Linked DNA regions of Ovis aries: region 2 is linked to region 1. Evidence: chromatin contacts called from public Hi-C data. All regions are on one chromosome and are shown on one strand. Each heading gives the region's core, a stretch centred on a gene start, on an enhancer-like site or on the middle of the called end of the contact. The rest is flanking DNA. Distances are from core to core; before and after follow the strand shown. Region 1 holds the start of SDF2L1 (stromal cell derived factor 2 like 1). Region 2 holds the start of LOC101120606 (mitotic-spindle organizing protein 2).

Region 1 (5,726 bases), core at 1,473-3,972:
ACATCCGCGCCCCACCACCCAGACCCGCCCCCGGTGAGCTGAGCCCAGCCTCCCAGGGGGCAGCTGCCGGTGCCCTGAGCCCTGTGACCTCCTAGGCTCTGCTCCTGGCTCTTCTCCGCTCCAGTCTGAATCTTCCTGGCTCTTCAAGCCTCAAAAGTGAAAGTCACTCAGTCCTGTGGCCCCATGAACTATACAGTCTGTGGAATGCTCCAGGCCAGAATACTGGAGTTGGCACCTACTGCTTTCTCCAGGCAATCTCCCCAACCCAGGGACTGAACCCAGGTCTCCCACATTGCAGGCAGATTCTTAACCAGCTGAGCCACCAGGGAAGCCTCTTAGGACTCATTGTCTCCACCCCTACACAGCCCCTGGGATTATTGCTTCCCCTTCCATAGAGGGGTGGTTCTGCCGGGACACACCCGCCCTGTGCTGGTCGGTCGGGCTGTGGACTGGCTGCCCCTTCCCTAGCGGCCCTGGGCAGGACAGGACAGCTCTCTCTCTCTCGAAGGGTCTGTGGACTCGGCTGGTGCCGTGGTTGGAGGGTCTCATGTCCAAGGCCCTCCCAGAGCTCCTGGCCATCCTGTGTCCGCAGCTCAGCGCCCTCCTCCCCTCTGCCTTCCTAGGGCAGCCCTCTGCCTTCCTAGGGCAGCCCTCTGCCTTCCTAGGGCAGCCCTCTGCCTTCCTAGGGCAGCCTGCTTACTCCTGTTCGGGAGTCCTCACTCTACCCTGCCCCTGCAGCTCCAGGGACTCAGTGAGAGGCACGCTGCCTTCCCTGACTCCATCCCTGGGGTCTCTACTGCTCTCAGATCAGCAGACAGCTCTTTATTCCAAGCAGCAGTTCTGGAGTCCATGTGCTTTTTTAGGGGGGCCGTGGGGTTTTAGCTCCCTGACCAGGGATCAAGCCCACACCGCCTGCAGAAGCAGCGAGAGTCGTAACCGCTGGACTGCCAGGGATGGCCTCCACTGGCCTTGGGACACTGTCTTCACCTTGAAGGGAGATTATTTGCTGTGTAATGGGAAGCCATTGGCAGCTTTCAGCAGGCACCTCGTGTGACTTGATTTACGCTTTTTAAGAAAAACCACTTTCCTGGGTGGAGAATGTCTTGGGAGAGGCCTGAGTAGCAGGGAAATCTCAGCGGTGTGGTAGGTATCTGGAGGGGACGTGGGGTACCTTGGTTTCGGGTGCTGACGGGGACTCAGGAGACATGCCTTCCAAGCTGTTCAGAGTCAGAGCCATCGAGATGCGCTGGGGTAGATGGGAGGGGTGTGGTGAAGAGAGGAATCGAAGATGAGTCCCCGGTTTGGGGCTTAAAGAGCTTGTGAATTTGCGAAAAGGGTGCCGTCACTCAAAATCAGCCTAGGGGCAAAGCAGTGGGAAGGAGGCTGCGAGTTCTGGTCTGGCCCGCTTGAGGTGTTCCTTGCTGTGTCTGGATTGCACTCTAGCCCCTCTGCCTGGTTTGGAGGCCCCTCCAAGGTAGGATCTACTAAATCCAGGGCAGACAGCATTTTAGACACTGAGTGTTGAAAAGATCAAGACGCCTTGTCCTACATGGAATTCCAAATAAAGACAATGTTAAGCCTGAAAACTGGGACTTCCTGGTGGCCCAGTGGTTAGGACTCCACACTTCCACCGCAGGAGGCGCCGGTTTGATCCCTGGTCAGGGAACTAACAGCCCACAAGCTAGCTGATCAGCACCAAGTCAGGGGGAATATGAAACCCGAAAACTAATCCATTGCTGTAATTTAAATGACTCTATCCTGGATTTTCTGAATGCTAACTTCTGGATGATTTAATCAAACATGAACTTTTTTTTTTTTTCCCTCCCTGCTTTGCTGGTGCCCAAGTGCCGAGCAGTCAGCCGATTCCTGGGCTGGGCTGAACTGAAGGGCCTGGAGTGAAGTCAAGTTTAGAATATTCCACGAATGAATAAATAAACAGCGGTGTAAGTTTCCCCCCTTACAGGACTGAGCAGACAGCTCTCTGAGAAGGCAGTGAGTCCCCAGCCTGGGACACACAGTCACCCAGGCTTGGTTTGCAGCCACTTCCCGAGGCAGCTCAGGGTCTTCTGAAGACTGCTAGCCTCTACACCACAGCTCCCTGCTGCCCTCTGCTGCCCAGCGGCCTAGAGACCATGAGATTCTGCCCTGGAAGGGCCCAGGGAATTCAGAATCCCCAGGGTCCAGGGACACCGATGTGACGCAGTGTCAGGGGGCACTGTTCGAGCGACTGGAGGATTAGGTTCAGGGACTGAAGGAGCATGTGACTGCGTAATCCGAGATGTGTCCACTGGTGACCACATAATCTAGTAGTCGAGCAACGTCAAGACCCTGCAGCTGTGGACCCGGGGTCCGAGGGGGACACCATCACTGAGGGCCAGGGGATCTGGGATCAAGGTGATAGGGTGAACCGGAGCCCGGCGGGCGCTAGAGCGGCGCCCTAGGCGGCAGCCGCCGGGCATCCAGCACTCCCGCGGCTTGGAGCCGCCCGGGCCTCCCCTGGATCCTCATTGGTCAGCCCTCGGAGGCGTGGACCAATCAAAACTTTCCTCGTGTCGCCAGGGCCCTCCCAGCCGCCGCTCGCCGAAGCTGGGGGCGGGTCTCTCCGGCGCGGACCCAATGGCAGCAGAGGCGGAGCGCCGTGCAGGCCGGCGATTGGCTGCTGCGGCGGGCCCTGTCGGAGTCCGGATTGGCCGGCGGCGGAGACGGAAGCGACCGCTGGCCGAGTTGCCGGAGCCCTGCCGGGGCGATGTGGAGCGCGGGCCGCGGTCGAGCTGCGGGCCCGGCGCTGCTGGGGCTACTGCTGGCCCTCTCGCTGTCGGGGGGCCGTGCCGCCAAGACCGACGCGGGGCTCGTGACCTGCGGGTCGGTGCTGAAGCTGTTCAACACGCAGCACCGGGTGCGGCTGCACTCGCACGACATCAAATACGGATCCGGTGCGCGGCCGGGGCCGCCCGACGGCGGGCTGGGCGCTGGGTCCCCGCGGGCCAGGGGGCTGGGGGTCCTCAGGGCCGGAGGCCGGCGGTTTCGAGGGCGCGGTCGGGACGCCGTTCGGAGCGGTGGACCTCGGAGTGCGACCAGAGGCGGGCGGGGGGCGGGGAGCGGCTTGTGGAGCCGTTGGGTCCCAGGGTCGAGGCCGTCGGGAAAGCGGAGGTTGTCCGGGGCGACGGTCGGCGTTGCCACGTTGACGGCCACCCCGGGGATGGGGTGTCGTCCCCAGGCAGCGGCCAGCAGTCGGTAACCGGCGTGGAGGCGTCCGACGACGCCAACAGCTACTGGCGAATCCGCGGCGACACGGAGGGAGGGTGTCCGCGCGGGTCCCCGGTGCGCTGCGGGCAGGCGGTGCGGCTGACGCACGTGCTCACCGGCAAGAACCTGCACACGCACCACTTCCCGTCGCCGCTGACCAACAACCAGGTGAGCCCCCCTGGCTTGTGAGCCGCGGGGCCTGGGCACCTGCTCAGAGCCCCAGCTTTCCTCTGTGAAATGGGAGCGTCAAGTTAGAAGCGTTTGCCCGGCGCCCACTCTGGGGACAGAGAGATGATCCCCACCGGCGCCTACCCCCTGGAGCCTTCAGCTCCGCGGGGACACAGCTGGAACAGCCGTCTGGCTGGAGAGCTCCACTCCTGGGCGGGAGCTGGACCCAGGAGGGGGATCCACACGGCAGTTGCCGTGGAGAATGGGAAACTCCGCAGCGAGGAGGCACTCAGGCCGGCCCTGGAAGGATGAGGAGGAATCCAGGGAGGAGATGGGCGTCTTCCCAGGCCTGGACAAGAGCCTGCCTGTGTGCGAGTTCATTGGAACTGGGAGGGCGGTGGGGCTGGAACAGAGGGTGGTTGGGGGCTTATCCAAAGAAAAGGATGAGATAATAGAACCTTGACTGTCAGCCTGAGTGGCAGACATGATGCTGAGTGAAGGTCAGAGGGTTTAAGACAGAAGGAACTGGAGGAGGAGGGAGTGGGGGAGGCCTTGACTCCTTGGGGGCCAGTGGTCGCCACCCAGGTAGGTGAGATGGGGTGTGCACGTGTTTGAAGAGCCCGTGTTGGGGGGACTCAGGGCTGGGGGGGTGGTCGCAGTTGGCAGCTGTGGAAGCTGAGTATTAGGGGGAGGTATAGGGAAGTGAGTGCCGCTGCCTGGCAGGGGCCCGCAGGGGCCTCAGGGCTCCCTCTGTCACGACTGCGGTCCTCACCCCCTCTGCCCCCACAGGAGGTGAGCGCCTTTGGGGAGGACGGCGAGGGGGACGACCTGGACCTGTGGACCGTGCGCTGCTCAGGGCTGCACTGGGAGCGAGAGGCTGCCGTGCGCTTCCAGCACGTGGGCACCTCCGTGTTCCTGTCGGTCACTGGTGAGCAGTACGGGAGCCCAATCCGGGGGCAGCATGAGGTGCATGGCATGGCCAGTGCCAGCGCCCACAATAAGTGGAAGGCCATGGAAGGCGTCTTCATCAAGCCCAGCCCGGAGGCCCCTGGGGGCCACGATGAGCTCTGAGCGCTGTGGACCGGGGGGCGGAGGGCTGCGGGGGGCGTTGTCTGCAGACGACTCTCCGGGGGGACTTTGGCTTTGTAGGGGTTCTCAAGTGCCTTTATGATTAAAGAATGTTGGTCTCTGGTCGCACTTTGCTGTGAGCCTGGGGCTGACCTGAAGCTGCCAGCTGGTCCCACTCAGCATCTCTTCCTCAGTGTGAAAGCTCTGTCTCCAGCACGGCTGGTGGCTGAACCCATCCAGACCTCTCGGACGCTCTTCTGTGCACTCTCAACACTGCCCGGGGCCATCACAGCCCCCTCCCCCCACCCTCAGATGGCCTCCAGCTCCATGAACCTTCCTGAGAAGGGCTAAGGTCTCAGCAGATTGCAGCAGCCCTGCTCCCTACCAGCTGGGATGGGCACAAGCTGGCCAGTCTCTCGTCCCTTGAAGGGCATCCCTTCCCCTGGCAGTTGTGACAGTCTGGACCCTTGGCTTTGACCAAGCACTGGGCCAGGACTCTGCCCATCTGGTGGAGATTCATATCGCAAGATCCCTGTCTCCGTGCAGATCGGCACCCCACACACTCAGCTGGCCCCAAACCCCGGAGGCCCTAACAGAACTTAAAAAGGTATTGCAAGGGAAGATAACCACAGAGGACTGCCGCCTGCAGACATCTGAGAAGGCTTCCTGGAAGAAGAGTCACACTGAGCTGTCAAAGTGTTGAAATCGGCTGGCCCTTGACAGAGGACGGTAATAGCAGTTTTGCTGGTGCGTGGTGCCCTCTAGAGGTGATGGCAGAGATTACAGGCTGAAGGACTTGAGCTGCGGGGGTCAGAGGGTGCCACTTTTCCGGCAGGAGAGTAGCCCAAGGAGAGGCCGGGGGTGGCAACCAGTGGGAAGGGCCTTGGAGGAGCGTGAGCACCTGACTTCCGAGAAGTCAGTTGCCCTTAGGGCGTGAGAGGAAAGCTCTAGCCAGTTGTGAAACCTGAGAGGAAGGGAGGGTCATGATTACGCCCCGTTACTCCCCTGTCCCTTCCCCCAGGAGGTCCTGCTCTGCTCAGACCTTCTGAGCATCGTCTACTACCCTCCACTTCTCTCCCACCGCTCACCTGGCCTGAGACAGGCGTGCAGGCGATTTGTTGGGAAGTGATCCCAGAAAACACTGGGGAAGGAGTGGGGCGGAGAGGAACCCACAGGCAGCTGGTAGAACAAGCAAGTCGGGGGGGGGGGGGCAGTTATCCAACCAGGGTACCTTCTCTCACTGG
Region 2 (6,257 bases), core at 1,008-3,507, 280 kb before region 1:
GCCAGCAGAGCCTCTGACGCCACTAGAAACTCAGGGGCAGCTCTCCAGACTCCCCCTCCCTGTGCCTGCGGGGCAGAACCCAGAAACACGCAGACCCAGCAGAGCCGGAGGCTCCGCGCCTTCGACGCCACTCCGGGCACAGCTCTGCCCACGGCCGAGCAACAACGCTGAGGGGGCAGCTGCCGGGCAGACCTCTACGTGCGTGGAGAGGCCGGGCGGGCATCTCTGCCACTGGGCGTTACAAACACCTCCCCGAGACCAAGCGTGCTGGACCCCCGCCCCCGGCACATGGCCCCCAGCCCTGTCTGTAGGAGAGCTGAAGTCTGCCCGGCACCCCTGTGTCACAGAACACCCGGCACCAGCAGCTGATGGTTGGGAGAGTCTGATGCGCAGTCCTGAGTTGTTTACAGACGCTCCAGCTGCCAGAAGGGAAGAGCCAGCTGCGCGACGACGGCACTGCAGCCACAACGAAAGGCGCTCTGTCCACAGCCGGCAGCTCCGAGAACTGGCCTCAAGACAACGGGTCGGACGCTGCTGTTCATGATAACCTACGTCTCTGTGGGCTTCGAAATAACTGTAGCTTCCTCTGCCTGCGTATGTAAACAGGCTGAAACTGTCAGCAAGAAGATGCTACAGACTCACGCCTGCATATTCCATCCAAGGAACACAGCGTCCTAGGTCCACAGAAGCAGTTTCGGAAGACAGGCTTTTGCCCCGAGTCCCGCAGAAACGGAGTACTGGCCGGGGGATCTGTAAGCAGGCCCTTCGCCCTTTCCTGTATGCCCATTTCTGCCCTGCTCAGACCTTGCAGAAATGAGGTGACCTGGTGGCATGCAACCTAACTCCTGACTCAGGGTCTACTGAATGCCCACAAAACCCTGCCTAACTTGTTGACTCTTTTCCTAGACTAAAAAAGAGTAGGAATGGAAAAGAATGACCAGCTCTCCGCCCCCAGGTTCCCTCCTGGCAATCCTGCAGATTAGCAGGCAAGACAACAGCTGAAAAACGGCCAGGAGGAGACTGCCAGCCTGCACGAGATGGAAAGTGACGCAGAGCCTGACGTCCTGCCGCAACGATTCTGAGATTCTTTCCCCTTATCCCTTTAAAAACTCACTGCGGAGCATAATCTTCAGAGTCGGCTCTGGAACACCAGTCTGCCTTCTCTAGCTTTCTGATTAAAACCACCTTTCTTTTCTCTTGACACTTGCCTTTGGAGTATCCGCTATCGAGCTGTGAGTAGCCAAATTTTGGTCCAGCAACGCGGAGTCTGCTCAACTCCTAATTAAACTAAATATCGGCCCCAGTTTTAAGGATGACTTTAAACGCTCAATCCTGAACCGAGCGGTCCAGAGAGCGGCGTGCACTATTCAGAAAAGATCAAAGCGGCATAAACCCTGCACTGCGGGCCCGCGGCAGAGCTTCAGAGACGACGAGGTGAAAGCGGCTCCTTCCTCGGAGAAAGCGGGCAGCGGCAGCGGCTGAGTGAGCCCGAGGCGCCCAACCGCGGAATTTCGGGGAGAGGGCAGCGTCCCGATTCTCCTGCCGCGCCGCCTGCTCTGGGAACCCAGCCTCCGCTTCACCCCGCCACCTCCACACCCGCTGCCGTCAGGAGCGCCTTCCGACCCGGCTTCGAGGTCCCTCCTGGAGCCGCAGCCTCGGCGGCGCCCATCTCGTCGGGGCCTTCCTCCGGCCGCGCAGCGAGCAAGACGCCGTCCCGTCTGCGGCTCGCCACCTCCCGGCGACCCTCGGAAGCCGAGGCTCCGCACGGCCAGCACACCCGGGGCGGGGGAGGGCGTCGGGCCGGGACCCACCCCCGCCGCGCACAGCGTTCGCCGGGGAGCCCCAGGCTGTCGGTCCCCCACCGCGCGCGGGAACGTTAGCCGGGCGCCCGCCTGGGCGAGGCCCGTGAGGCGCGCGGGAAGGCGGCGGGAGGGCGCGGCGCTCGACGCCCTGGTCCGATGCCCGGGGCTCGCCTGGGAACGGAGCCGACTTCTGTGGAGGTTTGAGGCGGCCGCCGGGACGCTGGTCCCGACCGCGCGAGACTCCCCCCACTCACCCAAGGAACCCGCAGCTTCAGGGACGGAGGCCGCCATTCGGCGACGAGGCGCCGGAATGTCGTCATCAAGCTGCGCGCGTCGCGTCCCCGGGCGGGCGCGGTGAAAAGCGCGTGCGCAAAGCCAAGCCCCACCCCGCCCCGCCCCGCGGGTTTATGGGAAGCCCTCCTCAGTGCGCGCGCGCGCAGCGGGACCTGGCGGCAAGGAGCGCGCGTGCGCAAGAGAAGCGGCCTCGCGTTAAGGTTCGGGCCTGGAGGCGCGCCCCCTGTCGGGGGGCCGGCGCGGGACAGCCGCGCGCCGGGCCTGGCGGGCATTTACCGGGCGACCGCGGGGCTCTGCGCGCGGGCTTCCTGCTGAGCGCGCGCGGGAGCCCAGTCGCCAAGGCGCGGGTGCTCCGCACGTCCGCCGCCGCTCGGGCCCGAGCACCGGACGGCGGGGCCGCTGCGGCGCGCAGGGCCCGCGGCGGGCCGTAGGGGGCGCGGCGGGGGCCGGGCGGCGCGCACCCCCGCGCTTCCTCAGATGGCGGCCGCGGGCGCGGGGCCGGGCCCCGGGCCGGGGGCGCCCCCGGGGCTGGAGGCGGCCCTGCAGAAGCTGGCGCTGCGGCGGAAGAAGGTCCTGAGCGCCGAGGAGATGGAGCTGTTCGAGCTGGCGCAGGCTGCGGGCGGCGCCATGGACCCCGACGTGTTCAAGTGAGCGCCCGGGGGAGCCGGGGGTGCCCAGGGCGGCCGGCCGGGGCGAGGAGGGCTCACTGCCGCCGCGTGTGTTCTCGCCAGGATCCTGCTGGACCTGCTGAAGCTGAACGTGGCGCCCCTCGCCGTCTTTCAGATGCTCAAGTCCATGTGCGCCGGGCAGAGGGCGGCGAGCGACTCCCAGGACCCCGCGGCCGCGCCCCTGCCCACGCCCAGCGTGCCTGAGACCCGAGGTCAGAGCCGGGCCGGGGCGACGGGTGGGCAGCCCCTGGCACTGGGCGCGTTTGGTCCCGAGTGGCCAGGCCTTTCTGTTCGTGGGCACATCCGATGGCTGGCCCCTTGGGCTCCAATCCCCAGCTTGGACTTTGCTATCTTCCACCCTGGAGCGTGCCCGTCCACATGGGGAGGGCGCAGGGTGGGAGACCCAAAGCCGGGCAGACCTCGTTGGGACTCTGCGATCCGTTTCTCCGCATCTCTGCACTCAGGTCTTTTCCCCACGAAGCTGGGAACAGGCGGCTTCGGTTCCTTCCTCCCTGGGGGTGTAAGCCTGTACTTCAGTCCTCAGGGAGCAGGGCGGGCAGAGGCTTTCCTGAGCTCGCTTGTTGGCCCCCCAACCCGGCCCAGGTCCTGCTCAGAGTCTGGACAGTGAAGCTTCCCTCTGTGGGCAGCTCTTGGCTGGCAGGGTGCAGAGAGCCTGGGGTGCTGCTCAGTCTGGAGGTCGTGGCTGGGATGAGCAGAGCCTGGTGACCAGGGTGTCACAGTGGAGCTCTAATCCACTTGGCGTGTCCCTTCTCCATATTCCAGACACACTTGAGATGCAGCTGAATCTCCGGGCCGGCTCCTTGGCCACAAACATTCTGAGAAGGGGCTTTCGGGGCAGAGGGCAGCTGGGCCCCTAGTTGGGAGCTCCAGGGCCCTGGGCGCCCACGTCCCTGTCCTGAGAGGCCCCCTCCTGGGCGCTACGGTGCGGGCCTCCCCACTGATGCTCCCTGTCTGCTCTCTTTGTCTCTCTCTGACCTCCAGAGGCCTCCTTTCTCTCTGCCTGGAGCTGTAGCCCCCCTGCGAGGCCCTCCTTTTCCTGCGCCCCGCAGCCTGCGGCCTCTCCGGTTCTGCTCCACGGCCCAGCTGCCGCGCACTCGCCTCTCTCTCCGGGGCCCCCCGGTTCCCTCCGGTTCTCTTGCTGCCTGTTCTCTCCTTTTGCAGGTTGCGTTTATTGGTTTATTTCTGGGGGTTGGTACTGTTTCCATGGAAACCGCCATGGCCTCCAGAAAGAGCAGCCCTGGGCTGCAAGGGTGCGAGCGGTACTGTCAGCCCCCAGAATGGCCGTGGAGCATCAGCCCCCGGGGTCCCCCTTGCCTGGCTCCTGAGCTGGGGATGTGGCCGCTCCGGCCCTCGCTCAGTGCCAAGAGCACCACGGGGCAGACGCACTCCTCTCCAGCTGCACCCAGCCGTGTGCCCAGCAGGTCCGCGTGGGGACCATCCCCAGAGGTGTGGGCCAAGGGTTACGGGGCACGTGTGCAGCCCGCGTTGCGCACTGGGCGTTCAGTGGCTGGTCTGCAGCACCGGTCAAGCTCCTGCTGGGTGCTCCCCACGCCCCCACCACCCGCCGGTCCTGGCCACCAGACCCCGCCAGCCTGCTCAGCAGGCTGCGGTGGTCCCCCCACCTCCTCCCACAGCCTGGCCCATCCCACAGCCTGGCCTCGGCAGCTGGCCGGCTCCACAAGGGGCGCTCTCATCACCCAGGAGAAACCTCTGGGCTTTTCTGGTTCTAGTCCCACTCAGCACTGTGGCAGAGCCCGCAGCCGGGGTTAGGGGCTCCCCAGCTTCAGGGGCCAAGTCACGACTGGCAATGGGCCACTGTTTGGGGGGGTTCACTTCATTAGGGGAGTAAGCTGGCAGTGATTCGTTCAGTAAGGATGACCTGGTTCACTAGCATCACGGACTCCAAGGATATAAGCTTCAGCAAACCCCAAGACGGTGAAGGACGGAGGCCTGGCGGTGTCCGTGGGTCGCGACTTAGTGACTGATGACCACCGTCTGTCTCGACTCTTAAGGGCCCTGCAGGAACTGAGCTTTACCCTTGGCTCAGCCTCAATCCTCATTTAAGTCCGTTCCATCTGACCCAACGGCCACATCCGAGGAGGCTGAGCAGCATGACTAGCTCTGAGCTCCCAAACGTGCCTTGCTGGGCCCAGCGGGCTCGAGGCCTGAGCGGGTCTCCCCATGAGCCCCAGGGCTGTGCGGCTCCTGTAGGTGCTGAGAACCACCCTGAGCTGGATGAAGGGCCTGCTTCTGTCCTGCGGTGGTTTTCCTGACCCCTCTGATGGCTTAAGGGTGGCATCGGTTTCTTATTTCCGGGTTCATCAGCCTCGCCAGATTTGAAGGTTACCCTTACTTTACTGTCTCCTCACCCTTGAGTGTCTGGGGCCCTGGTCCTCCTCAGTGGGGGTCAGGGAGGCACGTGTGCAGACCCGGAAGCAGAGCTGCAGAGTGGCGCCCGTGGTGGTGGCCGTCCTGCCACCGAGGGAGCTGCCCCTGTGCCGCGCTTCACTGGCACCCAGGCCCCAGGGGGAAGCCGCAGGCTCGCAGACCTGACTCGGCCTGGCCCAGCCTAGGGGGGGAGCATGGCCTCCCAACTGGGTGGCCCTGTGGGTGGGGACGGTGCACTCACGGGAACAGAAGGCTGGCGTCTGTACTGGGCAGAAGGGCGGGCACAGCCCTCTTGGCTCATGTTGGTGGCCCCTGGGCAGAGCTGCCCTGCGTCACCCCACCACACACTCCAGTCTGCTCCCGCTCAGTGCTGGGTGACCGTGGCTGCACCTTATTCAAATCGAGTTCACACGGGGAGACCAGCTGTCAGGCTTCCAAGCTGGGGCCACTGCAAACGCCCCCCCCCCAATGCTTTGCCAGGTGGCTCAGACCTCCTGCCGTTTGACGGAGAACTTGCCAGAGACTCTGGGCAGGGGAGCCCTGTCTCTGCAGGCGTGCCGGTGGCAGGATCAGAGCTGGTGCCATCCATGGCGCAGGCCCCCACTCCCCACTGCAGGCTGCGGGGCTAGGAACCAGCGAGGAGCCCGGAGTCCCGCCCCTGCACCAGCCGCGGCCAGGGGAGAACCCGGGCTGAGACGTGTCAGCGGGGCGAGCCGGGCCAGGCACGCCGACCCCCAAGGTCCTCCCGTCCCGCCGATGCCACTGCTGGACCCAGCTCAGCCCAGCCGCGGCTGCAGACCGTGCCGGCCGACGGCCAGGGCGGTGGTCGGAGCCGTGCTCTGCAGCTGAGCGGGGCCGCCCCACGGAGCCTCAGGGGAGTCCGTCTGGGGACCGGCGGTCCTGGACGTCTGTGGGACGGGAGAGGGAGCCGACCAAGAGGAAGCACTCCCAGGACCGGGTCCAGAAGCCGGCCTGGCGTGCTTCCCGCGCCAGCCGCCGCGCATGCCTGCACTGCCCTGGGCCCTGCCTGGCTGCTGACCCCTGCGCTCTGCGTCCCTCAGGGAGAAACAAAGGCGGCGGAGCC

The links. Hi-C and Micro-C count contacts between places; a contact is called where the count stands out from the background.
Region 2: a Hi-C map of liver shows a contact between it and region 1, with 3 times the contacts expected there. The contact joins the promoter of LOC101120606 here to the promoter of SDF2L1 in region 1. A contact is called at or near these places in 2 of 16 Hi-C or Micro-C datasets (hypothalamus and liver).

What each region holds. Positions count from the first base shown.
Region 1 is chr17:72,149,670-72,155,395 of ARS-UI_Ramb_v3.0, reverse strand. It overlaps SDF2L1 (stromal cell derived factor 2 like 1), which reads left to right and starts at 2,722. Exons shown (of 3, transcript XM_027956872.3): 1 at 2,722-2,933; 2 at 3,218-3,414; 3 at 4,204-4,647. The coding sequence starts at 2,747. The coding sequence ends at 4,485.
Region 2 is chr17:72,430,588-72,436,844 of ARS-UI_Ramb_v3.0, reverse strand. LOC101120606 (mitotic-spindle organizing protein 2) reads left to right here and starts at 2,257. Exons shown (of 4, transcript XM_027956896.2): 1 at 2,257-2,743; 2 at 2,828-2,976; 3 at 3,767-3,946; 4 at 6,235-6,257. The coding sequence starts at 2,574. SMPD4 (sphingomyelin phosphodiesterase 4) reads right to left here and starts at 2,134. Exons shown (of 19, transcript XM_027956900.3): 1 at 2,057-2,134. The coding sequence starts at 2,122.